Linked DNA regions of Mus musculus: regions 2, 3, 4, 5 and 6 are each linked to region 1. A link is a contact called in public Hi-C, HiChIP or PLAC-seq, Micro-C and promoter capture Hi-C data. All regions are on one chromosome and are shown on one strand. The core of a region is the stretch at or near the end of the contact, and the rest is flanking DNA. Distances in the headings are between cores, read along the strand shown.

Region 1 (4,865 bases), core at 1,507-4,006:
TAATGACAGGAAGAACAGACATGCATAATCTAGAACCCTACCTCTGACAGCATTTATGCCTAATTTATTTAAAGATAGTTCATGTTATAAATCTAAAATAAAGTCAAGTTGCCTTCCCCTGAGTCTACATGAGGCAAAGTGATTTGAAGCAGAGAGCCCGGGCTGAGACAGAAGTCCTGTTCCAATTTGGTGTGTGACTTTGGGCTAGCTACTACATCTCTCTGAATTTCTGCCTTTAAGGAGAACGGTGTGACTCTCACCTTCCTGGTAGGACTGCAGGATGAAACAGTAGACATTTTGTTGGCTCTGCCAACCTTGACTGAGTGAGTGGGTGGCATGGGTCAAGTTAGTTCCCCTTCCTAGATCTCAGTTTTCTCCCTGAACAAGGCTAAGTGCACCATCTAGTTTAGAAGGTTGCTGTGGGGTTATGGTAAGGTGCTGCTCTATACTGAGGGCTTGGTCAAGGCAAGCACAAAATGAACATCGGTATTTGTGTGATTGCAGGGTATGTAAATGAGTCTCAAAGACTAACACACCCCGATATTTCAACCTTCAGCCTTGTGACTCATTCAGAGGGAGATTCCCCCTGTCTTCCAGCTCACCAAAGGAATCAGGGTTAGTGAGGAGGGACTATGTAAGGGCAGAGTCATGAGAAAGATCAAGAACAAGAAGCAAAAGATCCAAAGAAGGTTGGCAATGCATACCCAGAGGTGGCAGAGATGGGAAAGGTACAGCCAAACAGTAAGGATTTCAGCCATGGTGTAATAGAGCCACACACGAGCCCAGAGACAAGTGTGCCCCCCCCCCCCTTTTTGGCTACCAGACTATTGAATTAACAGTCCTGAAGGAATTGGAATTCCTCTACCAATCTCAAGCTGCCAGAAGATCAAGGTGCCAGCCACAGGAGGAGCTTGTCTTCCAGGAAGGTAGTTGGCAGAGCTAGTTGACAATTTGTCAGACCACCCATAGCAGACTGGAGCCCAGATGTTGATGGGTTAATGATGGGCAAGACTGTACCTTGACCTGGACTACTTAGTGATTCATATCCTTTTGTACCTAAAGCTCATGCAGAACATGGAAGAATCAGTTAGAGAGTGGGGAGATCACTAGACCTGTCTATTTGTTCTTCTTCCCAATGGAGCCACAATGAATAATCTTTCTTCTCTTCTTTTGTTACTTGCTCCTTCAGTTGGCATTCCGAAGACAGGGGGCTGAGCCTAGCTTCTTAGGGCTGCCAGGACACAGGCTTTGACCCTAACAACTCCAGGATACAATACCACTGGTAGAGAAGAACACTGTAGAGAGTGATGCCAGAGAGTAATTTAGGCCGAAGGTACCCCAGACAAGGGGAGGCACATTGAAAACCACACCAAGACTAGGTGAGGTCATGTCTGGAAGACAGATGGATGAAGCAATTTATATTTAAATGGTAAGGCAAACAACACACCCCCACTGTGCCACCGTCTATTCTTACTCAATTTCTCTGGAAGAAAGTAGAAATTATGGCCGGTGCTAATTGCTATGCACTATTGAATGTAAGCCTTGGCATTGGGATATAGGCCCTTGGGAAAGCAAGGAAAAGTTCTCCAAATAGGCTTTGGCTTCTCCATCACTAACGTGGACAACAATGCTAGGTATTTTCTGTTCGTATCCACTTTTCTCTTAGCTTCCAAACGCTGCTGCCTGAATCAGTACATCCTATCAGAGGCGCCTTGTGGACCAAAATCCTAGGGAATGCTGGGGAGCAAGGGGCGGAGGACTGATGACAATTGGCTCTGCTGCATGCTGACCTTCAGGCCAAGCCAGGGAGGGCCACAATAGTCAGGAGAGGGGTGGGGACACAGCAGGCTTGTGGCTCATCCCTTCCTGAACTCCAACCGCAGGCCGCTGGAGAACTAAACAAGGCCCTCTGCTGGGGTCCTTGTGATCTGCAGTTGCCTGTACTTGGAGGCTGGGGGAAGATGTGAGACTCCCTGAAGCTCTAACTTCCCTTCTCAGAGGTTCTGTTTCTTTCTCCCATTTTCGGGGAATGGGCGGTTTAGATATGTCCAGTAGCCACTGAATGCAGGAGCAGAGGCTGGCAAACCAAAGGAGCCAATGGCAGCTCCTATCTCGGCATCTTCCAGAGCCCCAGAGCACAACGTCTGTCCTTAGAAATCCCTAAACCAAGCCGAATACAGCTCCTGCGATACTCTCTTTATGAAAATTGCTTCTTCTCTCCGGCCTTAGCAGTCCGGTACCCGCACTAGAAGTAGGGTGCCTGGATACTCCCATCTCTGCACCTCATTGCTAGTCCTAGTACCACCCAGTTTCCGCCTTGGTGCCCTGGGCCCCACAATGCCTCCTAGTGGCCGGGTAGCACCTTCCTCGCTCAGCCTCCTACCCCACCAGGACTCCTGGATTTTGCAGTTTCGCTGGGTAGTTAGACCCCGCCGGCCTTGACCATCAGCAAGCCCTTAGTGCCCCAAGCAGGTCCCCTCGTGCCTCCCAGGGACGCACCCGCAGCCAGTAGCGGCGCAGCCCGGGGCTCAAGGCGGCGATCAGGCCCCGGCCCGGGCTTGGGGCGCTAGGGGTGAAGGCAAGCGAAGCCGGCGGGCCAGGGGAAGCCGGTGAAGGCAACGGCGAGAGTCCGAGAGAGGCTAGGCGGCGGCAGCAGCGGGCGACGCGAGGAGTCCCTGTGATTGGCACAGCCCGAGCCGGAGGAGGCGGCGAAGGGAGGGCGGAGGAGGAGGAGGAGGAGAAGGAGGAGGAGGAGGAAGGGAGCTAGCGCGGCGGCAGCGAGGAGCGGAGCCTTCAACCTCTCTAGCCGCGGCAGGACGGGGGCGGCCGCCGCGGGCCCGGGGCGGGGACAGTACGCAGCCTCGCGGCACGCACCCCCGCCCGGCAACGGCCACGACACCCGGGGCGAGCGGGAAAGCGGCGGCGGCGGCGGCGGCGGGGGAAGGATGCAGGGAAAGAAGCCGGGCGGCTCGTCGGGCGGCGGCCGGAGCGGCGAGCTGCAGGGGGACGAGGCGCAGAGGAACAAGAAGAAGAAAAAGAAGGTGTCCTGCTTCTCCAACATCAAGATCTTCCTGGTGTCTGAGTGCGCCTTGATGCTGGCGCAGGGTACGGTGGGCGCCTACCTGGTGAGTCCGGGTGCCAACTCTGCGGCGGACCCCCTTCCCTGCCGGCGCTTCTCGGGCTTGCCGCCTGGCACCGGGAAGGGGCCTCGCCGGCTCCGGGGGCAGGCGGGCATGACCTCGGCCCGGCACGGAGGTTGGCGACTGGTGCAGAGGCGGCCGCCGGGGGAGCTGCCGGCCGGAGCTCGGAGCGGGCGGGACCGTGGATGCCGGCAGCTCGCGCGCCGGGCAGGGGCTAGGGAAGGGGTGCCTGAAAGGAGATGCCGCAGGCAGGTGGGCATGAAACTGTTTCTTCTCCCCTCTTGAAAACGGAGCCATATGGCGAGTTCAGGGAGCCTCCTCAGAGACTGGAAGGCATCGCGGTTCAGGTGACCTGCACATGGGAGGAAAAGCCAGTTAGCATCCTGCGTCCTCTACTCTCCGTTTCATCCGCCCGGTGAACGAATCATTATGCATCTTTTTTCCCCCTGGCTCTTTCTCCATCCACCAATTGCTGGGGGAATTTAAAAGGCGCCCGAGTGTGGCCCTGAGCTCAGCGGTAACTGCAGGGGGACTAGTCCCACCCAGATCCCAATAGCCATCTTTCTGTGGAGGGATAAAGTTATAGTACCTGGAGAGCAGCTGCGAGTTTCTGTAGTTCTACCTTAATTCCCCATCATGGTCGCTCGCCCACACGGGGAGTGGATCATCTGTACAATATGTATTTGCTTTATTTGTCTCCAGAAAGGGATTATTGATGCCCAAAGGCCCATGGACACCTACTATGCCCAGGGAATCCACTTGTAAGGATTACCAAGTACCTACTTTGTCGCTTTCTTCTGTCTTGCTCAGGTGGTCCGCACTTGAGTTTCAGACAGTGCACTTCCAGACCTATTCTGTCTACCCAGGAAAAGATGTCTTCGAGTGGATAGTGTTAAATCATTACTTGGCTATTGACCTGAAACTGGAATCAAATGTCATAGATTTTAAGTGTTAGTGAGCACATTTGATGGAGATCGAATTGGACAAGATTTCAAAAGCGGTTGGATAACCACATCCAGAGATAGAGCTATGTGTATCCTGATGCTATCATGAATCCCTCATTCCTGGCCCAGGGTTAAAGTTAATGAGGGCCAGACGCTGAGTAGCCAGAACTCTCAACAGTTTCCCAAGGCTCCTACAGGCTAATAAGATGAAGGGACATAGCGCTTGGTTAAAGATAGTTATGTGGTGACTTGGAAGTGGGGGTGGGGCTCTACAGAGTCAATTCTGTTCCTGGGGTGACTGAACTGTAGAGCATTTGAGAAATCGTATGCATTTTTGTCACCCTTTCCCAGATAAACAGTTTTTAACTCCCCATTTCTGTCTTGTGTATAATATTGTCCCTGAACCCTGGGGCCAAAAGAACATTTGAGTATTCTGTTTTCCCAAACGTATTCCTTTTCTCTGTGGTTGTCATACTAAGCTGTAGACTGTGGCCTTTGCTTGGTGAGGATGATGATGTTTGGAGAAGCAGCTTTTTTAAAGAAGAGATTTGACTGTTAAAACACTTAGAAGTTACATGTGTCTCTAGAGGCAAATGCACATTCCTACTGATAAGTGTGACTCCGTACCGAAGCATATGCAAACTAAATTATATCTAAGCAGGTCTTCGTGTAAAAAGAGGCAGTTTATTCGATCAACAGCTGGCTCCTGTTTAACAGCTTCTTTGCCTTACACCAGGCTCCATTAAGGGTGTGGTATTCACATGTGGCAAAAACAGCAAGG
Region 2 (4,920 bases), core at 1,939-4,438, 750 kb before region 1:
AGATGGCCTAGTCTGCCATCATTGGAAAGAGAGGCCCCTAGGTCTTGTAAACTTTATATGCCCCAGTACAGGGGAACGCCAGGGCCAAGAAGTGGGATTGAGTGGGTAAGGGATCAGGGTGGGGGGAGGGTATAGGGGACTTTTGGGATAGCATTTGAAATGTAAATGAAGAAAATATCTAATAAAATGTGGGGAAAAGAGAATATTAAGAATCCCTTTAAATAAATAAATTCAAAAATTGAAAAAAAAAAGAACCACTATTTAGGCACATGGTATTGGCTTAAGTGTGTAATGGACTTTAGGCATATTGCCCTCTACCCCTTCTCTTCTCACCCTTCCTTCCCCCAGTAGTGCCCTATTCTCCCAAATAGGTTTTAATGCTTATTTCTTTGAGGTTGTCCGCTGTCTTTCACACGTTTATGAATGTGGAATCCACCACATGTGCTTAGGGTCATTTGTATGAGCTAGGGTGGGAGCTTTATTTACCAGATCAAGAGCAACTTTGCATCAGTGACACCTCCGAGGAATAGGACTCTAGCAGCAATTATCTGCTGATAGCTCCCCGGGGAGCTATTATCTAGGAAGAGTATTTCCATTCAAACTATTTTTTCTTTTGTAGCTCACAAAGTCAGTATTTCCCTTCGTCTTCATCACTGAAATAAATGTCAATCTAAATATACACATCTAAAACTTTGAAGTAGGATTTACATCCACATTCACATGGTATTTGATGTGTCTATATAAAACCAGACACCATAAATGAGAGAAAGCATGACATTAGTCTTTCTGAGGTTGACTTAGTTTAATCTGATTATCTCTAGTTGTATCCATCAGCACATAGACTTCTGAATCTACTTTAGCCTTTGTCTTATTGAAGGTTTTATTGCTGTAAAGAGACACCGTGACCAAGGCAGTGCTAATAAAGGAAATGTTTACTTGGGGCCAGCTTACAGTTTTAGAGGTTTAGTTCGTTATCCTCATGGTAGGGAAGTATGGCAACGTACAGGCAGACAGGGTGCTGAAGAAGGAGCTGAGAATTCTACATCTTGGTCCACAGGCAGCAAGCAGAAGGAGACTGGGTGCCACACTGGGCATAGCTTGTGCAGAAGAGACCTCAAAGCCCATTTCCACAGCAACACACTTCTTCCAACCAAGCCTCACTTCCTAATAGTACCACTTCCTATGGTTCGGCATTCGAACACACCATACAGGGCATCTGCATAACTTCCTAATTCTCTGGTATGTGTAGGTGTTCATAAATTCCTTGAATTACTAAGGAAATTATCTGGATTGTCCTTTCAAGTTCTCACTCAATGGAATGGGTAGAGGGGAATGGATCAGGTGAAGCATGGAAGCTGTTGATGTCAGTGGGGAGACACTTTTGTTCACTCGACGAGGAAGAAGTGTTTCTAAGGACAAAGGGAAGCCAATGGCCTGGTTTTAGTCAGGAAGGAACCAAGATTAGACTTACACCTTAGGGAACAACTATGGGAGGGGAACTAGGGAAGCCCTTGCAAGGTGGTTCAGGGTCAAGCCCAGGCTAAGAAAGAGGTGGGGAGCTGAGAGAAGCCTTCTGTAGCTGGAGGGGGTGATAGAAGTGAAGAGCTTGGGGAGGCAGAAGTATTGAGTGGAGAAAAGGCAAGATTCTTCTCTTTTGCCTCCACTTTGACATAATTAGGTACAATGGTTGGTTTTGTTAACAACACACACCTACACACATATGTGAAGAGCAACTTCAGTTGGGAAAATACCTTCATCAGATTGCCTGTAGGTAAGTTTTGTGAGGGCATTTTTTTTTTTTTTTTTTTGTTTTTAAATTAGAGACTGATACGGGAAGTCCAGCTTACTGGGAATGGTGCCAGTCCTGACCAGGTAGTCCTGAGTTTAATAAGAAAGGAGACCTAACATGCCAGTAAGCAGTGTTCCCCAGTTGCCTCTCCCTCATTTTCTGCCCTGACTTCCCTCAATGGATTGTGCTGGTGATACGTAAGTTCAGTAGACTCTTTCCCCACCAAACTGCCTTTGGTCATGGTATCGTTCTCATAGTTGTCCTTCTCACAGTTAGAAAAGCAATTAGGGAAGGTACTTAGCAGACACTACAGAAGACTAGGCCCCTGTACTGTTGTTTAATTTGGACTTTGAACTTCCAGGGTGACTTCGTTCATGACTTTATTTCCTTCTAGAAGGAACCCTATGCTTTGGGAAAATCTTCCCAGGCTGGCTGCATTGTGTTTGTGAGCCGGGTGTGTGTGTGTGTGTGTGTGTGTGTGTGTGTGTGTGCGCGCGCGTGTGGCATTGGTAAGAAGGAAACAGCTAGAGCCTTTCTCCAATATATTAAACCCTCCAAATTTTCCTCATCCCCTCCCCACCCCCCGGACCCTCCGCTGGCCAAGCAAGCTCTTTTTCAGTTCCAAAGGAGTTAAGAAGACCAGAACGATTTGTCAACATCTATTATCTTGGGTAGTTTGGGGATGGCATAATCCGAGGACACCCCCAGTCCAAGACCGAGCTTGGGGACAGAGCTTGGAGTCTTATGCGCCTTGGCGCCTTAGGTGGGAGGGTGGAGAGACCAAGATATTTATAGTCAGTTGGGAACAAACCTAATAGAATAAGACGTTTGCAGGTCTGTTCATCCGCAAATCCAGAAAGGGCGGGTCCGGGGAGTGGGCTCTGGCTCCCCTCCAACCTATCCGGAACTCCTCTCCTTGGATCTGAAAGGGAGTTAGAAGCAAAGAGCTTTCCGCAGTGAACACAGTGCCTGGACTAGGCTCTGGCTGATCCTTCTAAATAGACTCAGGAGCCCCGGGAGGGCTGGGGTGCTGCAGGGTGCTGGGAGCGCGCTGCACAGAGGCTCTGCACAGCGGAGGCAGCAGCGAAGGCGACGAGGGCGCGGCGATGCAGGTGTGCCCTAGGGAGAGCCTGCCTCGGTTGGGATTACCAACCGCGTTAGCCTGAGCTGCCGCCCAGACTTACGGTGTTCGGCTGCTGACCGGCTCGCTGCGGATTTTCCACCCAGGTAGGGGACGGCGATTCTCGCGGTGGTGCGGGGCTCCCAGGCCTGGCATGCTGAGACCCGTGCTGGGACCTCTGGGTGCGGTTGTTAGGAAAAGCCTCAAAGGGCAGCAGAGTTGGAAAGCAGCGCACCGAAAAAGGAGCACTTGCTGCTGCCCCGGGCTGCGCGCTTCTTTGAACGTGGCCTTCCCCAGGACTTGGAGTGAAAGCACATGAACTATTGGCGCGGTAAATAGTTTCCCAACTTGGGCTACTGACATTTATAGCTGCTTTCCACATGCTTCCTGGACATCCCTTTAGTTCAACCTTACTCCTCGTTGGCTTTTTCTCAGAGAACAGATTAAATACGTGCCCACACCTGCTGGCTCTGGACTGGGGTTTGTGTGTGTTTCTCTGTGTTGAGGGCGCCCTCCGCGGGCGTGGGAGCCGTTTCTTAGGGACTTTCTTTTTTTTTTTTTTTCTGGATGGATTTTTAGCGCAAGGAAAAGAACATGATTTGTTTTGCAGGGATGGGTGAGCAAATGCCGTTAGCTAGGGAGGAGCAAGGCGCTGCTGTTCCCTCCGCAGCAGACCAGTGGTAGATTTCTCATCTGTCGGGTACAGCAGATCCAGCTGCCCAAATGCTTTTATCTTTTATCCAGAAATTGCAGATGCAAACAGGCTCCGTTTAAAGGTAACTTGATGCAGATGTGTTGGGTAAGGTAGGGTGGGACGCTGTGGGATGCTTGCTGGTTTCTAAGCCTGTTTGGAAGGTGAATGTGGGTGGCTCTGGGTCTCAAGGAGGGGCAGGTGAGGGGTGAGAGGTGTGTGGATGGTGGGGAACTAGACATTGCAACCAGCTTGGCGGTCTCTTCTATGCTTTCCCTTGCCCTTTGCAGAAGAGGCGGCTTGCTAGAAGATGCAGTTGATATGGTGAGTGAGGCACAATCTGCGTCTTCCCTGAGTCAGCAAATACTTGCCCAACGGTTTTATGTGTCAGAGGTGGCATTGATCCTTAGGGATGAAGAGGTGATGGAAACAAAATCCTAATGTGGCACAGGCTCACACCCGGTGGGGGACAAACACCTGTAGTAAGGAGGTGTGACCAGTTCGGGATTGGTTTTGTTTCTTGAGCCATTGCTCTTGAATATCCTGCAACCCTCTCCCATTCCATCACCATCACGGCTGATGGGAAGGCAGAGCTGATGTTAGCAGAACAAGACTAGTGTCAAGGAGGCACTCTGAAGGCTGCACTGAGGGCAAAGCACACCAATGCAGGTCCGGCTTTTTACTTTTGTTCTCTTGATAAGTATTTTCTCTAAGTTTCAGGACAATGGAGTATTGAAATAGCTTTTCACAAAGGCAGGGACTCTTGCAATTTCTAAGGGAGTTTCAGAGCAGATCAACTTGTGGGACAAAAAGCCAACATTGTTGGTGGGTTATTTCTTTTGCCAGAGGTGTGCCTTACATGCATTTTGTAACTGAAAGCACCAGGTGTTTGAATAATAACCTGGCACACTGTGGGTAGTGTGGCCTTGACTGCTCTAAGAGAGCTGGTCTTTGGCAAGTATCTTAGCCTTTCTTCGAGCCTTGATTTCATCATCTGTAAAATGGAAGCAACGACACTGTCATGATAAATATGTAACACACACACTTAAAAGTATTTGCTCATCGTTTAACAATCATCATATAGTGATCATTTGGCATGAAGTTGCTACTTAAGTTTGTTCATTGAGTTCCTACCATGTGACAGGCACTTCTCTATATGTGGCAACTGTAGCATTGAGCAAACTGTGTGTGTGTGTGTGTGTGTGCAAGTGTATTACTGAACAAATAAATAAGTATTTAGTATTTTAGCCCAGGAGCTGAGATGGAGAAAAATAAAGTAGAATAAGAAACATGAGAAGTGCTGCAAGTTTTGGAGTGGGT
Region 3 (4,645 bases), core at 1,857-4,356, 540 kb after region 1:
CCTCTAGCATGGAACCTGGCACAAGATAACTGCTCAATAAACAGTGCTGAATGAATGAAGTGAATGGAGAAAAGCAAAACAAAATCTCACCAAGTACAACGCCTCCTACATGATGCATCAAGTCAGACAGAGAGAAAGGCACTTAGAAAATGTGGGCACAGGATGAACTAGACCACCTAATCGGTCACACTGATAGAAAGGTGTGGGTGTGTGGTGTGTGTGGTATGTGTGTGTGGTGTGTATGTGTGTGTGGTGTGTATGTGTGGTTTGTGTGGTATGTGTGTGTGTGTGTGTATGTGTGTGTGGTGTGTATGTGTGTGTGGTGTGTATGTGTGTGTGGTGTGTATGTGTGTGTGGTGTGTATGTGTGGTTTGTGTGGTATGTGTGTGTGTGTGTGTATGTGTGTGTATAGTGTGTATGTGTGGTTTGTGTGGTATGTGTGTATGTGGCAAGTGTGTGGTGTGTATATGTGTGGTGTGTATGTGTGGTGTATGTGTGTGTGGTGTGTATGTGTGTGTATGTGTGGTGTGTGTATATGGTGTGTGGTGTATATGTGTGTGTGTGGTGTGTGCTAGTGTCAGCACAACACACTGCACGACCACATTCTCAGCACAAAGATTTATTTGTCCCAGAAGAACAAAGGGCACAGAATAAGAGATAAAGACAGGAGATAGAAGATGAGGGAGAAGGGGAAGGGCTATTTGTCCCAGCCTCTGGATAGAGAGGAGACAGACGTGGCCCATAGCAAATGGTGGTTTATAAAGGTAAAGGGGAAAACCCCATGTTAGGATGAGGTGTCTAATTTTGATTGGGTATGTTAATTCTGGCAGCTAAAAAGAGGGCTTTTAATACCTAGACCTTGGTAGTCAGCCTCAGGAGGAAGGAATAAACCTTGGTGGTCAGTTTTAAGAATGTAACCTGATGTTTTTGGTTTGGTTTGGTTTGGTTTGGTTTTAGGTTTTTTGCAAGGTAAAGGGGATGGAAAGATCAAGGCCTGCCAGAACCACATTTGTTATGTTTGGCCAGCTGGAGACCCTTCAGTGTGTGTGTGTGTGTGTGTGTGTGTGTGTGTGTGTGTGTGTGTGTGTGTGTGTGGTTGTTGCAGTTGTTGATCATGTTCATGTGGAGTGTGTACAATGTATTATAATTGCACACACACATGCAGGTATGTGTGTACAGAGCCCAGAGGTTAATGTTGGCTGCCTTCCTCAGCAATGTTACATCTTATTTTTTGAGACAGTCTCTCACTGAACCTGGAGCTTGCCAATTCAGCTATACTGGCAGGCCAGCAAGCCCCAGGGACCTGCCTGTCTCTGCCCTGCCCTTGGGCACTGCAGTTAGAGATGCACATTACCCAGCTTTGAACTTGGTTCGAGAATTCCAAACTCAAGTCCTCATGCTTTCATGTGCACCAAGCCCTTGACAGACTGAGCCACCTCCTCAGCTCTGAGATGCCCTCTTTAGACATCTCCCTACTTGTACTGAAAAGAAAGAGTGACTTTCAACAAGGTGCTCAGCCTCTGAAAGTCACCCCCAAGGGGGAAAGTGTGCTACTCTTGGGTACTCCTTGAAAGGGAAGGAACTGATGTGCAAGGGTGGGGGGGGGGAAGCAATGAAACACCCTGGAAGGGGCGCATCCCTCCTCTGGGAAAAAGACAACTGCTGCTGGCACTCAGAGGAGACCCCTGAAGAACTTGTCCCCCACCTTACCACGCTGTTTCCGTATCCTGTCAGCAGGCAGGGCATAGAGGCTCTCCCTGCAGGTGAGAGCTTGTCCTGAATCACACCACTACCACCAGTACCACCACCAACAACAACAACAATAAAAATAAAAACAGCAACAAAACCCAGCAGGCCTCCTGCAGAGACCACTCCCTTTAGCCTGTTCCTCAATGAAGAAGTGTGGGGAGCTCCCTAGACCTTCACACCTTGGCCTGGGAGAGACACGGGAACTACACTAAGGGAACTACTAGCTCCTCCTTGGAGTTGTTCTGGAGGACAACCGACTGGGCATCTCTGTTTATCTACAGGTGCTTCCCAAACAGTAGGGCACTGCATTGACATTCTCAACGCCTCTGACAAGCAACCTCTAGGACCCTTCACTAACCAAAGGACGATCTGGCTTCTTCTGAAAAGTTACATCCAGTGTGTGTGTGTGTTGTAATCTAGTTCTAGTAAAACTTAATGAATGGGTTCTTCCCTCTTGACGCAGCAGGGCAAAAGGTAACGGTAAAGTGAGCTAAAAGGGTCTGAAGCAGGGAAATCGTTCGGTATGGGGTGGGGGGGAGGAGCATCTCCCTTTGTGGGAAGTGTATTTTTCTAGAAGGCCTTTTGATCATGATAGGACTCCAGGGGTTTATTGATTAGACCAGAAAAGAGCACGAGCTAAGGGGATGAAGCACGTACAGTACCAGCCACAATGTGGGTACTATGCCTGCTCTTGGAAGTAGAGCAGGTACTACGGGGATCCCTGGGTTCTAGCCATGACCTCAAACAACTCGAGAGTTCCATGCTCCCGGGCTTGGGTCTATAAATGGACAGAGATGACCGCCCATAGAGAAGGTGGTGTTGTGCAGGCTGAGCACCTCGCCCACCAATTGCCATGAACATCGCTGGTGAAGTTGGCCCCTCTTGCCCATTTCTTCTCCCCTCCTCTCTTCCACTTCCCCTTTCAATTCGTCAACTGCTGAAGCGTAGCCCAGAGGATACCGCCTCCTCGCAGCGCGCCGGAGACCGTCCCCAAGGTGCTAGTCTTTGTGTCGGGAAAACTTTGAGAGGAAGCGAGGGCGCTGGACAAAGAGCGAGCGACGCTAGGCGTTTGCCAAGCAGCCCCGGGTGCTCCGAGTTGTCTGGCTCAGCTCAGTCTCCGGGTCGCTTTCGATGGCCGGAGCCCAGCCTTCCTAGGCCGGGAGTGGCAAGCTCCCTGAGCCCTCTCGGGCAGGAAAAGCAAAGGCGGGTGGGTGGCCGCTAGAGTTAGTGGGAGGAGACCAGGCAAGGCGCGGAGCAAAGCTGTCAAACTGCGCCTGGAGCCCAGTGCGGGGCGGGGGGGAAAGGGGGGGGGGAGAAGGAGGGAGGGGAGGGGAGGGGCGGGCAGGAGCGGAGAGAGAGCGAGCGGGCTCGCCGCGCCAGAGCAACCCTTGTCTGTTGCTGCTGCTGTCGCCTTGGCCGCCGCCGGCCAGGACTCGCCCGGAGCGCAGGGTGTGTGCCCTGCTGCGCGTGGAGCGCGGAGGCTCCTTCAGCCCCAGCTCCTCGCCCCGGCCCGCGCGCGGGTCCCGGAGGGCACCGACCCCACCATGCAGCTGCAGTTCCGGAGCTGGATGCTGGCCGCGCTTACGCTGCTCGTGGTCTTCCTCATCTTCGCAGACATCTCAGAGATCGAAGAAGAAATCGGGTAAATAGCCTCCCTGAGCCCGTGCCCCATCCCCGGCGGGATCTCTTCTTCCCCTGGGCTCCTTACTCCCCATCCGCTTTGTGTGCGCCGCGCCCCCCTGTCGCTCAGCTGGAGGGATAGTGCCGGCGGTTTGGGCTGGGGGTGGCAGTGTCAGGGGCCCGGGACGCTTTAGGGAGTGGATGATGGGGGCGCGGCTGCCGAGGGGCGTCCCCGGGCGGGGTGCACGGGCAGCTGTAGCCGCGCGGCGTGGGGAAAGCGGACTCACCCACCCTGCTCCCTGTCCCCTAGTCCCTTCCCCCGGCGTGTGCGCGCGCGGTGTCGCCGGGGTCGAGGGAGGGCGCCGGGGAGTGTCTCGGGCGGGTAGAAGGACGGAGAGTGGAGGCAGGCAGGAGTTTCTTTGTCTCCGGCTCGGCCGTTTTCTCGCCTTGGCAAAGTGGGCAGGGGGCGCGCGGGGGATCTCTGAGCTGGGGGAGGGGAATCCCCTGGCGGGAGATGAGTGGGAAGGGCTCCGTACCGACTCCTGGGAAGGGGAATGTGCCCTGAACACACCGGTACGCACCCACGCCTCCCGCCGGCCAGCCCAGGATCCGGGCGTGGGGGGTAGCACCGCTAAAGGTGTGGCGCGCGGTGCTGGAGACCAGGGCTCTCCCCTGGCTTTGGGTGCTCTGACAACCCTGCGACGGCCCCAGGCAACCCCAGGTTGCTGAGCGCTCACAGCCGGCGCCAAGACCCGGGGAGGTTGTCGGAAAGTCTCCAACGCCGCCCGGTGGGCTTCGGGGTCCCCAGGAGCGCGCGATCTCAGCTTGTCCCTATCTCTTCAGAGGTAGGCGGGACCACACCTCCAGCTGTGCCTGGTTCGGGACTTCTTGGAATGAGCTGTCTAACTGAGCTGGGCTCATCAATCAGGGTGTCCCGTGGGCTGAAGCTGGCTCCCGATCCTACAGTCTTCTGCACGCGGAGCCCGACCCATGTCCGGAGCCTCCAAACCGTGGTGGAACATGTAGGAAGGCAGCAAGGCTCTGAGGTGGCCTTCAGTAAAAGGGTGAGGTCCCTGAGAGCACAGGAGGCGGATTTGATTCTCTGTGGGATTAGTGAGGAGCCAAGCTCAATCAAACAAGCGTCCTGTGCTGCGTGCGCCCCTCCTTTGTCCAACTTCGTTCGTAAGGATATAAGAACAGAGAATGGATGGGTCCTGCCTTCAGATCCCTCCAAAACAGAGAGAGTCCAGAATCCAAGATGCTGAGGCCCTAGGGA
Region 4 (4,705 bases), core at 1,490-3,989, 810 kb before region 1:
GAGTACTTTATTTCCTCCCAGAGGAGCATAACTTTCGTTCCCATTCACACTGGGCAGTTGCACAACCTCTAACTTCTTGTAACTCAAGTTCCCGAAGATTTCACACTCTCCTCTGGCCTCAAAGGGAACCTGCACACGTGTGGAATGAAAACACACACACACACATACACACACATACAGGGGAGAAGGAAGGAGGGAGGGAGGAGAAGGGAGAGAGAATTAAGTAAATCTTTTTTTTTTAAAGTTTTTTTTTAAAGATTTGTTTGTTTGTTTGTTTGTTTATTTGTTCTATGTAAGTACACTGTAGCTGTCTTCAGATACTCCAGAAGAAGGCTTCAGATCTCATTATGGATGGTTGTGAGCCACCCTGTGGTTGCTGGGATTTGAACTCAGGACCTTCAGAAGAGCAGTCAGTGCTCTTAACCGCTGAGCCGTCTCACCAGCCCGTAAATCTTTAAAAATGTAAATCCAGGAGAGATGGCTCAGCTGTCAGTTAAGAGCACTGACTGCTCTTCCAGAGGTCCTGAGTTCAATTCCCAGCAACCACATGGTGGCTCACAGCCATCTGTAATGGGATCTGACGCCCTCTTCTGGTGTGTCTGAAGACAGCTACAGTGTACTCATCATGTAAATAAAATAAATAAATAACATCTTAAAAAGAAAAAAAAATTAAAATGTTTAAAAAAAAGGTAAATCCAAAGGTGCTATATTTTGTTTGCTTGTTTGTGAAATACTGGGGATTGGGCCTAGGACCACATATGCTTGAGGTAAGTGTTCTATTGAGTTATACTTGCAGCCCAAGATGCTGACTTTTGATGACACATGGCTTTGAATCCTGTGTGACTGTTTTCCGGCTGCTTTTGGATCCGGATGTGGTACTCTCAGCTACCTCTCCCGCACCCTTGTTGTGGATAGCCCTGGGGCTAATTATAGTTGCTGTTAGTTCCGTTCTCCTGTGCGTGGCTGCGAACAATGAGTCAGCACTCAGGTGATTTCCTGTAAACCTGCTTTCCACCTTAATTTGTACAATAAAGGAGAGCTGATGATTGGGCAGGTAAAAGGGAAGGTGGAGAGGAAGGTTGGGAGAGAGAAGGAGAAAATGGAAGAAGGAGAGGATGCAGAGGAGGAGGAAGGAGAAGAAAAGCAGAGCAGAAGCACATGGCCTGGAGAAACCGAAAGTTCTAAGGGACCTCATAAGCTATGGAAGATGGTAGTGTAGCCGTAGATCTGCCCAATCTAGGCACACAGCATGTATTCATATTAACTGAGTCATGTTATCATTGCTGGGGCATATTTGGTTGGAGATACACCCTGTCTGCCTGCTTGTTTCCATTCTTCTTGCCATGTCAATAATGGGCTAAACCTTTGAACTGTAAACCAGCCCCAATTAAATGTTTTCCTATATAAGAGTTGCAAGGGTCATGGTGTCTCTACACAGCCATAGAAACCCTAAGACATACACATTAAAGTATATTTTATTGGGTATTTTCTCTGCATTCATTTGGGCTATGTTAACTTCTATATCAGGGTAACATCATTTGCCAAAAAATTAACACAATAAAAATACACTGCTGTTTTAGATTCCCCACCAAACTGGTTGGGAAACTTTTGATATGGCTTGTCAGAGCCCAACCTCCTTCTGTCTTGTGGCTCTTGCTAGGCTCTCATGTAGTTGATGGGTTGGGATAATGGTATGGAGGAAGCTCGTGTTTCTCAATCAGCAGCCTAAAGTGACTGCACCACCGCAATGTTTCCTAGCTAGAACTGGTCCTGGCTACAGCCTCAGGCTGGGGATGCAATCCTAGCTGGGCTTTTCACCCACACAACGCTGATACACTCAGAGGTGGAACATGTGTGTAACCCACTGGTCTACAGACAACCAGAGACCATGGAAGTGTGTCTATCAATACATTCTTTCGAACAGTACATACTGGGGGGAAGGGGGGTACATTCTGTAATAATGTAAATGTAATATGTATTTCCAAGTATCAGTAGTGAAATGCAACACCCTCCTGTGAAAGAAGTATCCACAGCTCCAATACACGGCTGGTAGAATTTTACCAGGCTTAGCCAGTTGCAGAAGAAACTGCCATATTATCCTGAAGTGGAAGGTGTGGACATCCTACGACTCAGGAAATCTATCAGCATCATTGGTAAGGATTTGTTTTTCAATCAGCAATGACAACCGAATAGGTCAAACAGTTGCAGAGATGTCAACGAGCCCCGGTGGTTTTTGTTTTGCAACAAGACTGTATTTGAAGAGTGGGGAAAATTGACCTGGTTCATATGAGAGAGAAATCAATTTGTCCAGAGTGCTGCTGTCAAGAATGGTCCAACGTGAAGCAGAATAAGGCAGAACAGATGGATTATTGGCTCCTGATTTATTTACTGACTTAGTTAGGGCACTGCCGGTACTGCCCATTTGCTAAGCATGACTTCACTTGCTACCTGAAGCAGAATGACCCGAGAAAGAGCTGAAACAATGGGTGGGTGGTTGCCCTTAACAACCTGCCGCCTGCAGCTAAGCTTCTGTAAAATCTCGATTGCTTGCCTGCCCCACCCTGTGGTTTTGGAGTATAAATGGAGCATGCCAACTGAACCCGGGACTGAAGGCCTTCAGACCCATCCTGGCTCTGCTCCACTGGTGGCTTCTCTCTCCCACTTTCACTGGTGTCCAAGTGCTTATTCCAGAAAGGTTCTTGCAACACATGTGCATTGGCAGCACGTTTTTAGATGGGGACACCATCACTCCATCTGCTTCACAGATGCTCTTGGAGCAGGGAGCTGATAAACGTATCTGTGCAAAGAGTCAGCGATACTCTTGCTAACTAATGGTGCATCGCTAACTTTGCAGTATCCATTCACCTCTAGAAAATATTAGCAGAACAGTGGACATCTTATAGGAATTATTTGTCATAGGATATAGAGAAGCTCCTGGGTACCATCCATGGCATTACCATGCTAATTTTCTTTCCATTTAAAGAGATGATAAAATAAATGTTTTTGTAATTGTTTAAAAATGAGTTTAAAATTTACTATTAGCGTTTGATTTGTTGTATACTTATTTTACAGACCTGAACACGTGATGCTGTGGGAAACTTTCTTGGGTGGAGGTATTGTAAGGAAAAAAAAAAAGTCCGGGAAGCTTATTGGGAGCAGGGATTTTAATAGATACCCCACAATGGTCTCTGCTGTCAGTCGGAATATAACTTGACACTTCACAAAACCTACAGGTGCACAGTGCATATACTTGCTAATGCTTTCCATGAATTCAGTCCACCGTCCCTTTGTGTCATGTGCTTGGGCAGCAGACCTTGGTGGTGGGAGCCAATGGAGGGGAGGCTTATTCTCCTCATGGTGTCTAAGAAGCAGGCACGAGGTCCGACCTTTATAACCATGTCACCAGTGACCTATTTCCTCCAAATAGATTCTACCTCCTGAAGCTTCCAGAACCTCCCAATACAGTGCCAGAGGCTGAGGAGGTGATGAACACAAGAGCTTGCGTGGGCCATTTCATAACCAAACTATAACATGCTCCTATGGAAACAGGGACTTATTCATCTCAGGTGGGCATATGGACATCAGGATGACACAGGGGCCATGTGACAGCTTACAGACTAACAGATAAGGAGACAGGAACATGATAGAAAATGTACATGAATTTTAAAAAAATGGAAATTGAGGCTGGAGAATTGGGTCAATCATTAAGAGCCCTTGTTGCTCTTGCAGAGGACCCAGGTTCAATTCCCAGCATCCACATATTGGTGGCTCAAAGTCTGTAACTCCAGTCTCAGTGGATCCAATACCCTTTCCTGACTTCTGAGGGTGCCAGAGAGATGTATGTTGCACAGACAAACATATAGGTAAACTACTAGCACACATAAAACAGTCAAATAAATAAAATTAAAAAATTTAACAAAAAGAAAATCACACCAGAGTTGCACCTTTTACCACAGCAGCAAAGATCTCCATGCATGCCAGTAACCCCTGAGACTATTGCTATATATCAGCGTACAGAGTTATCATAGCTGCTCAAATAATGCTAATATATTCTGCTTAATAAAGCAGGAGGGAGGTCTTTATTATCTGCAGGATGGCTGGTGGCAGGGGCTGACATCTGTGGTGAGCAGACATCTCTGAACTCTTCTTGGAGTGAAGAGACTGCTTGCTATCCAGTGTACTAGAGAGAGATTTATTATTATTATTATTATTATTATTATTATTATTAATTATTTTGTCTGTGTGGGACAGTTCCAGCATTCAGGAGTCCCAGATCCTGAGACCTTGCCCCAGCTCTGACACTGTATGACTCTGGATGGTTTTGAATCCTCAGAGTTTCCATAGAGGATGATAGTGGCCATGATTCTGAATGCTATGAAGACTAAATACAACATTTAATAGGTGCCTGATTTGTGGAAGTCACTTAACATGTAGCTCTTACTACCAGAGTAAATGAGAAATAAAGAATTTATAACTACCAAATGCTACCTCTATAAATAGTAAATCATCAATAAATGATGCTTTTTATTAACAGTCTGATGTGCAGATATCTAGACATTCTAATATTTTGATATTTAGTGAGTAAAAGGACACTTTCTAGACCAGAACGGGGAGGAGAGGGGCCTCTAATAGAAGGTCTTCAAGGGCTGGAACTAGAAAGGGGGAAAAGATTAAAAATAAATGAACTTGACATTAGAGGCAGGCA
Region 5 (4,558 bases), core at 964-3,463, 900 kb before region 1:
CAAAGCCAACATACACTACAAGGCAAACCCTACACACACACACACACAGACAGAGAGGGAGAGAGGGAGAGGGGAAGGGGGGAAGGGGGGTGCTAGGCTCTTCATTCCAGCATGCAGGCAGACAGATCTCTGTAACTTTAAGACCAGCCTGAGCTACACAGTAAGACCCTATCTCAAGAGAGAATTAACAAAGTCTCCTAAAAGTAAAGTAAATTTCACCACAGATGTGCAAGCTAATTGTCATTTTGTACAAGGCCCCAGAATTAATGGGTTTCTCCTGTGTACACTATCACTAGCCAGTGAAAATCACCTCACCTAAATCAAACAAAAGCTAAACACCAACTGTGTGGACTTTTCTAGAAAAAAAAAAAAAAAAAAAAAAAAAAACAACACACACACAGAGCATAGCAAAATACCACCCATCACAATCCTTAAGGTGTAAAAAGACTAGAAAAGACCATTTATACTACACATAGTTCCCATTTAGTGAAGCAAATACCCTAGAACAAAAGTATGTGTAGCATGTTACCACAGTCCAGAGAAGGTGTCCTGGCCACCCGATTTTGCAGTATTTGTTTATATTATGTAACTAACCAATAACTCCCAACTTCTGTCCACCTCCTTTGCTCACCACACCCACCCCAGAAAGGAAAATTAAGCACAAAGACTGTGAGTCCTGAATCCCTGTGCCTTCAGAATATTTTTCCTTGGTTTCATCAGGTAAACGAAGCTGGGTTTCATACAAAGAAAAGCCAAAAACAAAACAGAAAACCCCACACACCACTTGTCCATGTTATTCACATAGAAAAAAAAAGCAAAATGCCATGAGCAGTAGCCTTCAAAGAAAAATTTAAGTTTAACAAATGTCAAAGAAATACAACTAAAATTAACATGAAGTGACGGGGGGAGGGGGGTGGGGGGGAGGCATTGTGTTTCAGTATGAATGATAGGGTTCTCTCTTGGGAGCTAAAACTGAATTACCATTACAGCGCAAGTCTAGTCAACGAAATGCAGCGGAATGATTCCCAAGAGATGATGGTGTACAAAGTGACACACTGGTTTATCTCAGAGTCATCTCGACTGATAGGAACTTCTTTACAGACAATGAATGCACGTTCAAGAACTGGAGCGCTCCTCCTGACCCGGGCAATCCAAAAGTTTGGGGGGTGGGGGTTTAAATGAGTAAGTGACTTCGGGAAATCATGAGGGTAGTAACAAAAAACAGACAGACAGACAGACAGACAAAAAGGCACATCACTTTGTAAATCTGCTCAACGCAATGAACTCTCAAAATAACTTCATTATGAAGGGGAAAAGCAAAGACTGAAACACTCAGAGATTGCTCAATCCATTTTCATTGTGAACTCCTGAGTTCACAGTAGAGTCTAGACACTTAGAGTTAGCCAATATTTTCAGCCGAAAGACAGACACTTTCTTAGCGAGAAATAAACTGAGGGTGCGTCTCGCACCCCAGTTAAGTGTCAGCGAGCCTATTTACGAAAAGCAGTGATTCGCTAGTTCTCAAAGTGCTTGCACTAGAGCTCGAGGGGCAGAGGAGTCGAATGCGCCACCGTTCCCGGGGCGCCCACCGCGCCCCCCTCCCCATCTCGGGAGAAAGCCCCCAAAGGTGGCCGGGGCGCGCAGTGTTTACCCGGCTTGACTGCCCCGGGGAGCTGCTCGTTCCCGGAGCCGCACTCTCTGTTCGAGCGGCGCGCCCCACCGAGCAGCCGTCCCTCAGAGGAGAGCCGCAGCCGGCGCCACAGAAGCGGGCAGCAGAGGAACGTGGGTCCGAGGAGGCCGGGATCGGCGGCCGCGCTATCCACCCCTGGCTGCCGATGCTAAGAAGGGTCCGCCACCCGCGTCGCGCCCGCGCGTCCCCGCGTCCCGCAGCTCGCGCGCGCGGCCGAGAGCAGCCGAGGGGGAGGGGCGGCTGCGCGCGCGCCCCCTCCTCAGACGCCCAAACTTCCCTCAACTCCCTCAACTAAGTTGCGCTCTCACCGTGCGGCTCCCCGGGCTCCCCCGCGGGCCGAGCCGGAGCAGCTCCGCGCCTTGGCCGCGGAGAAGGACAATAGGCGGCCGCTCCCTCGGCGGCGGCGGTGACGGCTGGAGCAAGGAGCAAGCACGGCGGTCTCAACCGAGCCCAAGAGCTTAGCAGCAGCAGCTCCGGCTCTGCGACCGCCCTGCACACAGACCTGCCCACCCGCGCATGCGCCGCCTGCGGCCCGGGGTGGGCGGTGCAACGAGCCAAGCCTAAAAGTTTCTATTGGACAATTAGACTACCCATCATGTTCTGTGAGCCCAATAGGAAGGCTTCTTGGCAGTTGGCTCTGGTTGCTAAGGAACGATGAGGTTGACCGCCACTGCTGCCAGGCGGCAAAGTGATCAAAGTCGGGTGGCTGGCAGCAGCTGCTGGGGAAATGCCCACCCACCTTCTCCTATCCGCCCCATCACCGGAAGCCACCCTTCCTCTGTGCGCCTGGTGCTTACCTAAGTCGGAGCACTTACCACACGTTGACGCTAAGACTCAATAGAGTCTTCTTAAGAGTCCAAGGTGGAGCGGCACAAAGTACTCAAGTATGTTGGATGGGTGAAGATTGTCACAGTGACTTTGAGCTATTCGATCACCACAAAATCATTGCCTTTGAGTTGCTATGGACTTCAGAAACCATCTAGTTGCTTCGGAGAAACCAAGTATGGACATGTTCCAATGGTGACCCAAGATACTACATTAATTGGTACAAAAAGAAACTTCTTTTTGATAGTTACATATTGTAATGTGTTATTAAGGGAAAACATGCCTATAATGCCAAACTATTTTGACATGTTATTTTTTCGGTCAATAGAAAGTTGGGGGGGGGGGGAGCCGGGGATTATGAATATTACGCAAGAAATGTGAGGTTTTCTGTGCAGTTTAATATTTATTGTGGTCGAAGTAAGAAAGGTAGTTTCCTAGGAGGAGAAGGGTATTGACTGGGAAGGAACAGAATGGAATCTCTGCGAGTACTGGCCTTGCATTTTTATTTAGGTGATCAAAACATATTAATATGAAAATATTATGTGGCTGTACCCCTAAGATAAATACCCCATTGGGGGACAGTTTCCTTTAAGTATTGGACTCCCTCTGGCCAACCATCTCCCAGTAGATGACCCAGCACCCACACAGCTATGGACAGTACAAGTTGAACACAGTGGATCATAAGTTTTTTTAAAGAGCAGAAGGAGAATAAGAAGTTGAGAGGGATGGGTTGGGAGAATGTGGCCAAAGTATATTATATGAATGAAGAAAATGTTCAAAGAATTATATGAAAAGATTAACTTCATATAATTTCAAAGTCAGTTTAAAAAAAATAGTAATACAAGATATGGACCTGCCAAAAACTGCAAGAATGGAAGTCACTGTCATTTGGGAAGTTTTAATCCAGACAAGGTCACTACCATCATGAAAATATTTAACAGAAAGTATTATCAGTGCCTGGTGATTGTACCAGGCATTTTCTGTTGTTAAATGTCACTTTCCCTTTTTAAAATTATTTTAATTGAAAAGATGCTTCATATAACATGTTTTGATCTTGTTTTCCCACTCTCCAGTTCCTCTCAGATCCTCCCCACCTCCCTACTCATCCAACTTCATGTTTTTTCTTTTCTTCTTCCTTCATAAAACAAAAGCAAAAAGTACGAAACACAAAAATGGAAATCAAACAATCAAATCCAGGATCAAGTCCAAAAAGAAAAAGAAAGCCAAAACACAGCACAATGAAACAAAAAGTCCACAAAAATACCACTGAGTCCATTTTGTGTTGGCCAATAACTGGAACATGAGGCCTGCCCTGAAGTGTGATTGATAAAACCAGTGAGAGTGCATTGGAGAAAACGGATTATCCCTTTGCCAGGGCATATTGATTGTATATATCTTCTTGCTTAGAGGCTGGGAGCCTATGACCCCTTCCTCCCTCTAGATGCTGGGACTCCTGGCTTGAACCTTTGCAAATCTTTTGTGTGCCAACACTGCATGAGTTCATATGCATATCAGTCCTATTGTGTCTGGTAGTCACTGTTTCTTGTAGTCATCCATCACCTCTGTCTCTTACAGTCTTTCTGCCTCCTCTTCCTCACTCCTTCCTGACCCTTGAGGGCAGGGGGTTGGTTAGAAGGTCCCGTCTAGGACTAATGCTCCAATGTCTGTCCCACTCTATATGTTGTGCACTTTTTGGTCTCTATGTTAATTCCCATCCACTACACGAAGCTTCTCTGATGTGGATTGAGCAAGGCCCTTATGAGTATAGCCATATGACACTAAGAATCGTTATATTGCTATGTTCCTTTAGCAGAAGAAGAATAATAGGTTTCCCCTAGACCCAGGACCTATCAAGTTTCAAGTTCTTAGCCACTTTAGTAGTCAATGTAGGTTTGGGTTTCATTTCATGGAATCACAAAGTGGTTGGTTACTCCCATAACATTGGTGCCACTATTCAACTAATATGTCATGTCGTCAGGTCATTGTTCTAAGTCACAAATTTTGTTGCTGGATAACATCAATGATTACTTTTTCTACTCCAGT
Region 6 (5,077 bases), core at 1,003-3,502, 520 kb before region 1:
TCTCCATTCTTTCTTAAATCCTGGCTTTTAATCTGAGATACCCTTTTCTTCGTTTGAATATATCTTTTAGCCTTTCCTTCAGTGAGAATCTTTTGATCATGAATTTCAACTGAAGCTTGTGTGAAAAGTTTTTATTTTGCCTCTCACTCTTCTTTGCAGATAATCTTCTTAGGTACAGAAACTTTGACTGCTATGAAGTTCCTTTCAGCTCTCTGAAAACAACTGCTTTCTATTTTGGCTTTGCTTGTTGTTACTGAATGAAGTCCATCCCCAGTTTACTTCCACCCATTGAGGGAGATCTATCTCTAGGTCCTTTTATACATGTCTTTTGGTTATTATTATTATTTCAGTATGGCCATGTCACATCTATTTCCACAACATGAATGTGTATATAAATATATGCATGTGGGCACACACTGGCACATACACTCACACACACACACACCCCTCCACACACAGAACTCTTCCTATTTATCCCGATGGATATTCTAAGCCTGTGGGGGTCAATTTCACATATTACGTCTAAGCATCTCAGCCATTACTGCCTTAAACACTGCCTTTGTTTCCTTTCCTGTCTCTTCTTCTTCAGCCATTCAGGTTATACTTCTCTGTGTTTGTGCTACTGTGCTGTGTCTGGGAAATGCCATTTTCTTTTTTAATCTCTTTCTGGATATGTCAAATTTGCTGTCCAGCATAAGCACTGAGTTCTTACATCCGTTTGTTTTGTCTTTTATATCCAGAAATTCTAAGTGCTTCTTTCAAATCTATTATAACAAGCTGTTTTTAGTGTCCTACTAACATTAAAAAATCCCTGCCCCATTTTGTTCAACTGTAGTAATCATGGTTATTTGATTAGTTTATAGTTGAACTGCCTGCTTCCTGCTTCTTCTTATTCTCCATGTCCATCTGGTTACCTGTGATCACAGCTTTGGGAAAATTATTTGACCAGACTCCCCTAGCTCAAGGATGAATGTGCTTTCTGGGTTCCCTACAGAGGGCTTTTCACTCGTATTTCTGGCCCATTTCAAGTGAGTCTTACCTGAGAGGAGGAGGAGGATAATAAGTAGTTTTTAGCGTATCACCCCAACCTTAATGCTCCTGGTCTCAAGGATAACTTGGGATGGAATTTCCCCCTCTACCTCCGCACAGCCAGATGATGGAGTCTAAGCAATTACCATTGGCAAATAGACCCAGGCACACACTCTGCTTACTACAATCGTGATTTATACAGCATACAATAATATTATATATTTTGGCATTTTTGTCTTAACATTATAGTTGTTTCCTTGTCCTATCAAAACTGTTTGTATTTTTATATTTTCAATCACATTAATAATGTGATCAACTTTTAACACAATTATAAACCATCAGTAAATTGTGATTACTCTTTTAGATGCCTCATGACAGAAAAAAAATGAAAATTTCAAAAGGGCACAATTAAAACTTCAACTTGCAAATGGAAAACAGAAAATTGGATTTAGTAATTATAATAGATGAATTACAAAAACAAGGGCATGTCAATCCCACTCAATGTAGCTAAGAAGTTAAATATTAATATTAAGAGGTGCCAATTAGTTGCTAGATTTTGATTTCTGGTTTACCTTCCTCTGGTGAGTGCTAATGTGTGTGTGTGTGTGTGTGTGTGTGTGTGTGTGTGTGTGTGTGTGTGTACCAGATAACAATATCAAGATTCATCTTAACAGACATTCACCTTATTTTCTTAGGGTCTTAGGTCCTTGGGTTTGCCAATTATGCTAGGTTTGCTGGCCACTGAGCCACAGGGACTCCCCTGTCTGCCTTTCCAGTGAGGGGATTACAAGTGTTTGACACTGTGAGTAGCTCTTTAAAATAGGTTTTCTGGGTTGAACTTTGGTCTTCATGCTTGAATGAAAAATATTTCAATAGCTGAGCTTTTTCCTAGCCTTTGGGCTACCTCCCTCTGTTCTAGATGGGCATGCGCTACGGTCTCTTGCAGTTCGAATGCTAACAACCACAGGAGAATGAGGCCTGCTTCAGTGTGAATCAGGTAAGAGTTTTCAGGTCAGTCTGCCTTTGTTCTAGGGGTGTAAATTGCTACCATGATTCTGAAGACCAATTCAACCACACGATGTGCAATTAAGTGTATGGATAGCCTGCAGCCTGCAATTTTCCTTCTGAATAGGGTTTCCAGAGAAACGCTCACATAGGCAGATCAAGATATGTACATGAGTATGTTTGCCGAGGAAAAAACTGGAGGCAGTCCAACTGTTCATTCCTAGAAGAATGGAGAAGTAAAATACGACATGTGCGGATGACAGAATGCCACCCAGTAGCCAGAAGGAGTGAAAAGGAGCTACAAATAGAAATTTCTCAAGTACACAGTGTTAGATTGAATAAACAAAGATGAGATCTGTGGCTTCATCATATCAGTTCTGGTAACAAACCACCCCAAACTTACTGCTTTACAACGCTTGTTTATTACTTGTTTATTATTATTTTGGTCTAGCCTAACCTAAGGGGTAATTCTGCTAGTCTCTCCTGGCCTCACACAGTGTCCCTAAAGTTGACGGACAGTGTGCTATCTGCCTTTGCTGTGTAAAATGGCTTCATCCACAAAAGTAATCATTGACATTAGTTCTTTGTGTCTGGGAGGACTTCATGCCTATAGCGGCGTAGCTTAGGTTTTCTCCTGCAATGCCAGCCAATGTGCCAACACTGAGCAAAAGAAGACATCAATGAACAAGATATTATCAAGCCTTTGCCCAAATCATGTTTGCTAAAGTCCTATAGAATAATTATGTTCCAAGCCTTTGGAGCCTATGATAGCCCAGTAAGGAATGTTGTTCACTGGGTACTGTGACGGCCATATCATCTATACTATTAAAGAAGACTTTTTAAAGTCTTTTTTTTTTTTTAAAGAACTGCATCATTTCTCTGTTCATATACTGTAGCTCTCTGGACATGGTGGAGGTGGAGGCAGGAGGATCAGAAGCTTCAAAGGCTATATAATGAGTTTGAATTCATTCTAGGCTACAGAGCTTCTGACTCAATAAACCTCAAAAAAAAAAAAAAAACCCAAAACAAAACCAAACCCAACCAAACAAACAAACAAAAAAGCCAACCAACCAACCAACCAATCAACCAACCAACCAAGCCAACCAACCAAACAACCAACCAAAAACCTAGCATGGATGAAGAAATGTGTCATGAAGTCCTACCTGGGGCTTAGTTTTTATTGGCAGTTGGTGGCTACTTGGAGAGATGGCATCAATTTTCTTCAGGAATGCGGTTCCTAAGAGGCTTGCCCATGCTCCAGTAGAGGGGCCTGCACTGAGGCACATCCTGGCAGTACCAACTGGACTCAGGGGGCTTAAGAAACAAACACATACAATTGGAAGGGTACAGTGGTGGGTGATATGGCAGGAATTAGAGTGGAGTGAATGGGGCCTGAGTTGACTCAAAATTTACTATATACGTATATCAAATTCTCAAATAGTAAAACATAACACAAATATTGGAGCTTTAACTCCACTAGCTCAGAATATAATAATATTAAAGATAAGGTCTTCAAAAAGGATGATGTTTAATATGAGCATCTTAGAGTTGACTTTTTTTTCTTTTTTTGAGACAGAGTTCCACTATTTAGCTCTAGCATGTCTGAAACACACTTTGTTGATGAGACTAGGCCTTATACTCATAGAGATATGTTTGCTTGTGCCTCCTGAATGTTGGGATTCCATCTTACCTGGCAGAGTAGACTCTTAAATAGTAGGCTTTACTCTAGTGTGATAAGTAGCCTTATAAGGAGTTAGCATTAAAACACAGAGGGTGCCCAGGGTTGTACCCACAGAGGCAAGATCAGGAGGATGCAGGGGGGTGTCCATATGCAAATCAAGGGCAAGGGCTTAGTAGAGATCAACCCTATGAACACTTGGATCTTGGACGTCTATTCTAAAGAACTGTGAGAAAATAAATACAAATTGCTTATTACACCCAGTCCATGATATTATATGATGTTAGTCTCAGAAAATGAATATAATGTTAATTGGATAAAAATCTAAGATGCTCCCTCAGAAGTCACACTAAAAACGGTCTATAGATGTGATTGTAATTGAGCAAACATATGTATAGATGAGAGATGTGTGCTAAACCCCAGAATGAAGGTGCTTAGGGCACAGAAGCAAAAAAGACGCCAGTATAAGAAGGTTCTCATGGGACAGACTGTATATCTCATGCTAAGGAAGGTGATCAATTCTAGCAAATATAGAAATTGTAAGCTAAGGTAAAATAAACGTGATATTCCAAACTGAAGCAGAGTTGGTACTGCATGATGATAGATTCTCATATCATTTAACTGTCCCAGACGATACCATTGCTTATGAGTACAGGAAAGGAAACTGAGTCCACGGCAACACTGATAGACTCCTCATGGGTGCACAGCAAAAAGCTGTTGGGAAGAGGGGGTGAACCCAATCTTTCTGCCTCTCTTACCTGTACCTGGGCAACTTTTTAGATCATTGTTTACTTGGCTCCTTTGCCTCTCCCCTGCTTGGGTCTGCTCTTTGTATCTGCAATCTGATTTCTCTTCTTTCCTGGCTGCCCGTGATATTTCTCCTTTATTCCACTCTTCACACCCAGCTTTGCCTTCTGCTGTTTGCTGGTTCTGATTTATAGCCTGGCTCTTGTGTGTGGTTTCCTGGCAGCTCCAACTTGCTTCGCTCTGTCTTTCAGAAGGCTCCTAAGTTGCATGTACAGGGACTGAGGGGGGTGGGGGAACAGACCGGGAGAGCAAAAGAACACAGACAATAACGGAGGGATGGAAGAACCGAGCTTCAGCCTTGACTTCCTGAGCTTTGGGCATTTTGAAAGACATGTAGATTTATTTAAAAAATAAGGCCAGTGAGAGCTGATGGAAAGTGGGGGAAAGTTCTAGAAGCAGATGTTTATGCTTGACATCAGCAGGTGTGATTTACACCACCAGCATTGATTGGCAAACATGACAGATCCTGTCTTGTTCTCTGGGTGGACTAGTTTGTCAGAACAAGGATTGTAAATTTCTTTCACATAAATAATAGAATGCTGTAAGGTCTGAGCTCAA

Evidence for each region. Promoter capture Hi-C pulls out the DNA fragments that hold promoters and counts their contacts. A called contact is a pair of places that touch in the nucleus more often than the background predicts. HiChIP or PLAC-seq counts read pairs in DNA pulled down with a chosen protein or histone mark.
Region 2: an H3K4me3 HiChIP or PLAC-seq map of bone marrow-derived macrophages shows a contact between it and region 1, with 6 times the contacts expected there. The contact joins the promoter of 1500012K07Rik here to the promoter of Slco3a1 in region 1. A contact is called at or near these places in 6 of 39 promoter capture datasets (cranial neural crest, embryonic stem cells, hematopoietic stem and progenitor cells and 2 more), 2 of 115 datasets of contacts at active chromatin or transcription factors (bone marrow-derived macrophages and embryonic forebrain) and 1 of 9 other capture datasets (embryonic stem cells).
Region 3: a contact with region 1 is called in an H3K4me3 HiChIP or PLAC-seq map of embryonic stem cells, with 11 read pairs. The contact joins the promoter of St8sia2 here to the promoter of Slco3a1 in region 1. A contact is called at or near these places in 1 of 39 promoter capture datasets (hippocampal neurons), 5 of 484 Hi-C or Micro-C datasets (cerebellum and embryonic stem cells), 2 of 115 datasets of contacts at active chromatin or transcription factors (both in embryonic stem cells) and 2 of 9 other capture datasets (adipose tissue and embryonic stem cells).
Region 4: a contact with region 1 is called in a promoter capture Hi-C map of hippocampal neurons, with 6 times the contacts expected there. The contact joins the enhancer-like site here to the promoter of Slco3a1 in region 1. A contact is called at or near these places in 10 of 39 promoter capture datasets (the 3T3-L1 cell line, the HPC-7 cell line, HPC-7-derived erythroid cells and 7 more), 10 of 484 Hi-C or Micro-C datasets (CD4 T cells, LSK cells, the N1E-115 cell line and 7 more), 6 of 115 datasets of contacts at active chromatin or transcription factors (DN3 thymocytes, astrocytes, bone marrow-derived macrophages and 3 more) and 1 of 9 other capture datasets (liver).
Region 5: a Micro-C map of embryonic stem cells shows a contact between it and region 1, with 9 times the contacts expected there. The contact joins the promoter of Akap13 here to the promoter of Slco3a1 in region 1. A contact is called at or near these places in 2 of 39 promoter capture datasets (embryonic stem cells and hippocampal neurons), 3 of 484 Hi-C or Micro-C datasets (CD4 T cells and embryonic stem cells) and 2 of 115 datasets of contacts at active chromatin or transcription factors (astrocytes and memory CD8 T cells).
Region 6: a Hi-C map of cortical neurons shows a contact between it and region 1, with 2.0 times the contacts expected there. The contact joins the enhancer-like site here to the promoter of Slco3a1 in region 1. A contact is called at or near these places in 6 of 39 promoter capture datasets (cranial neural crest, embryonic stem cells, frontonasal cranial neural crest and 3 more), 1 of 484 Hi-C or Micro-C datasets (cortical neurons), 9 of 115 datasets of contacts at active chromatin or transcription factors (astrocytes, bone marrow-derived macrophages, embryonic forebrain and 5 more) and 1 of 9 other capture datasets (embryonic stem cells).

Annotation. Positions count from the first base shown.
Region 1 is chr7:74,552,671-74,557,535 of GRCm38.p6, reverse strand. Slco3a1 (solute carrier organic anion transporter family, member 3a1) reads left to right here and starts at 2,756. Exons shown (of 10, transcript NM_023908.2): 1 at 2,756-3,125. The coding sequence starts at 2,946.
Region 2 is chr7:75,306,970-75,311,889 of GRCm38.p6, reverse strand. 1500012K07Rik (RIKEN cDNA 1500012K07 gene) reads right to left here and starts at 3,188. Exons shown (of 3, transcript NR_045814.1): 1 at 2,974-3,188. It overlaps Sv2b (synaptic vesicle glycoprotein 2 b), which reads left to right and starts at 2,628. Exons shown (of 13, transcript NM_153579.4): 1 at 2,628-3,016.
Region 3 is chr7:74,012,143-74,016,787 of GRCm38.p6, reverse strand. It overlaps St8sia2 (ST8 alpha-N-acetyl-neuraminide alpha-2,8-sialyltransferase 2), which reads left to right and starts at 3,106. Exons shown (of 6, transcript NM_009181.2): 1 at 3,106-3,391. The coding sequence starts at 3,294.
Region 4 is chr7:75,358,950-75,363,654 of GRCm38.p6, reverse strand. No RefSeq gene overlaps it. Among named protein-coding and RNA genes, the nearest start is that of Sv2b, 52 kb to the right of the region's middle. Within about 2 kb of position 2,739, at least 11 of the 459 cell types and tissues checked have an H3K27ac peak or open chromatin away from gene starts, as enhancers often do. A contact at or near this core is called in cerebellum and hippocampal neurons, where this site is marked.
Region 5 is chr7:75,453,189-75,457,746 of GRCm38.p6, reverse strand. It overlaps Akap13 (A kinase (PRKA) anchor protein 13), which reads right to left and starts at 2,213. Exons shown (of 37, transcript NM_029332.1): 1 at 1,999-2,213.
Region 6 is chr7:75,074,931-75,080,007 of GRCm38.p6, reverse strand. 4930533N22Rik (RIKEN cDNA 4930533N22 gene) reads right to left here. Exons shown (of 8, transcript NR_131122.1): 8 at 4,842-5,077. Among named protein-coding and RNA genes, the nearest start is that of 4930533N22Rik, 47 kb to the right of the region's middle. Within about 2 kb of position 2,252, at least 7 of the 459 cell types and tissues checked have an H3K27ac peak or open chromatin away from gene starts, as enhancers often do. A contact at or near this core is called in cortical neurons, where this site is marked.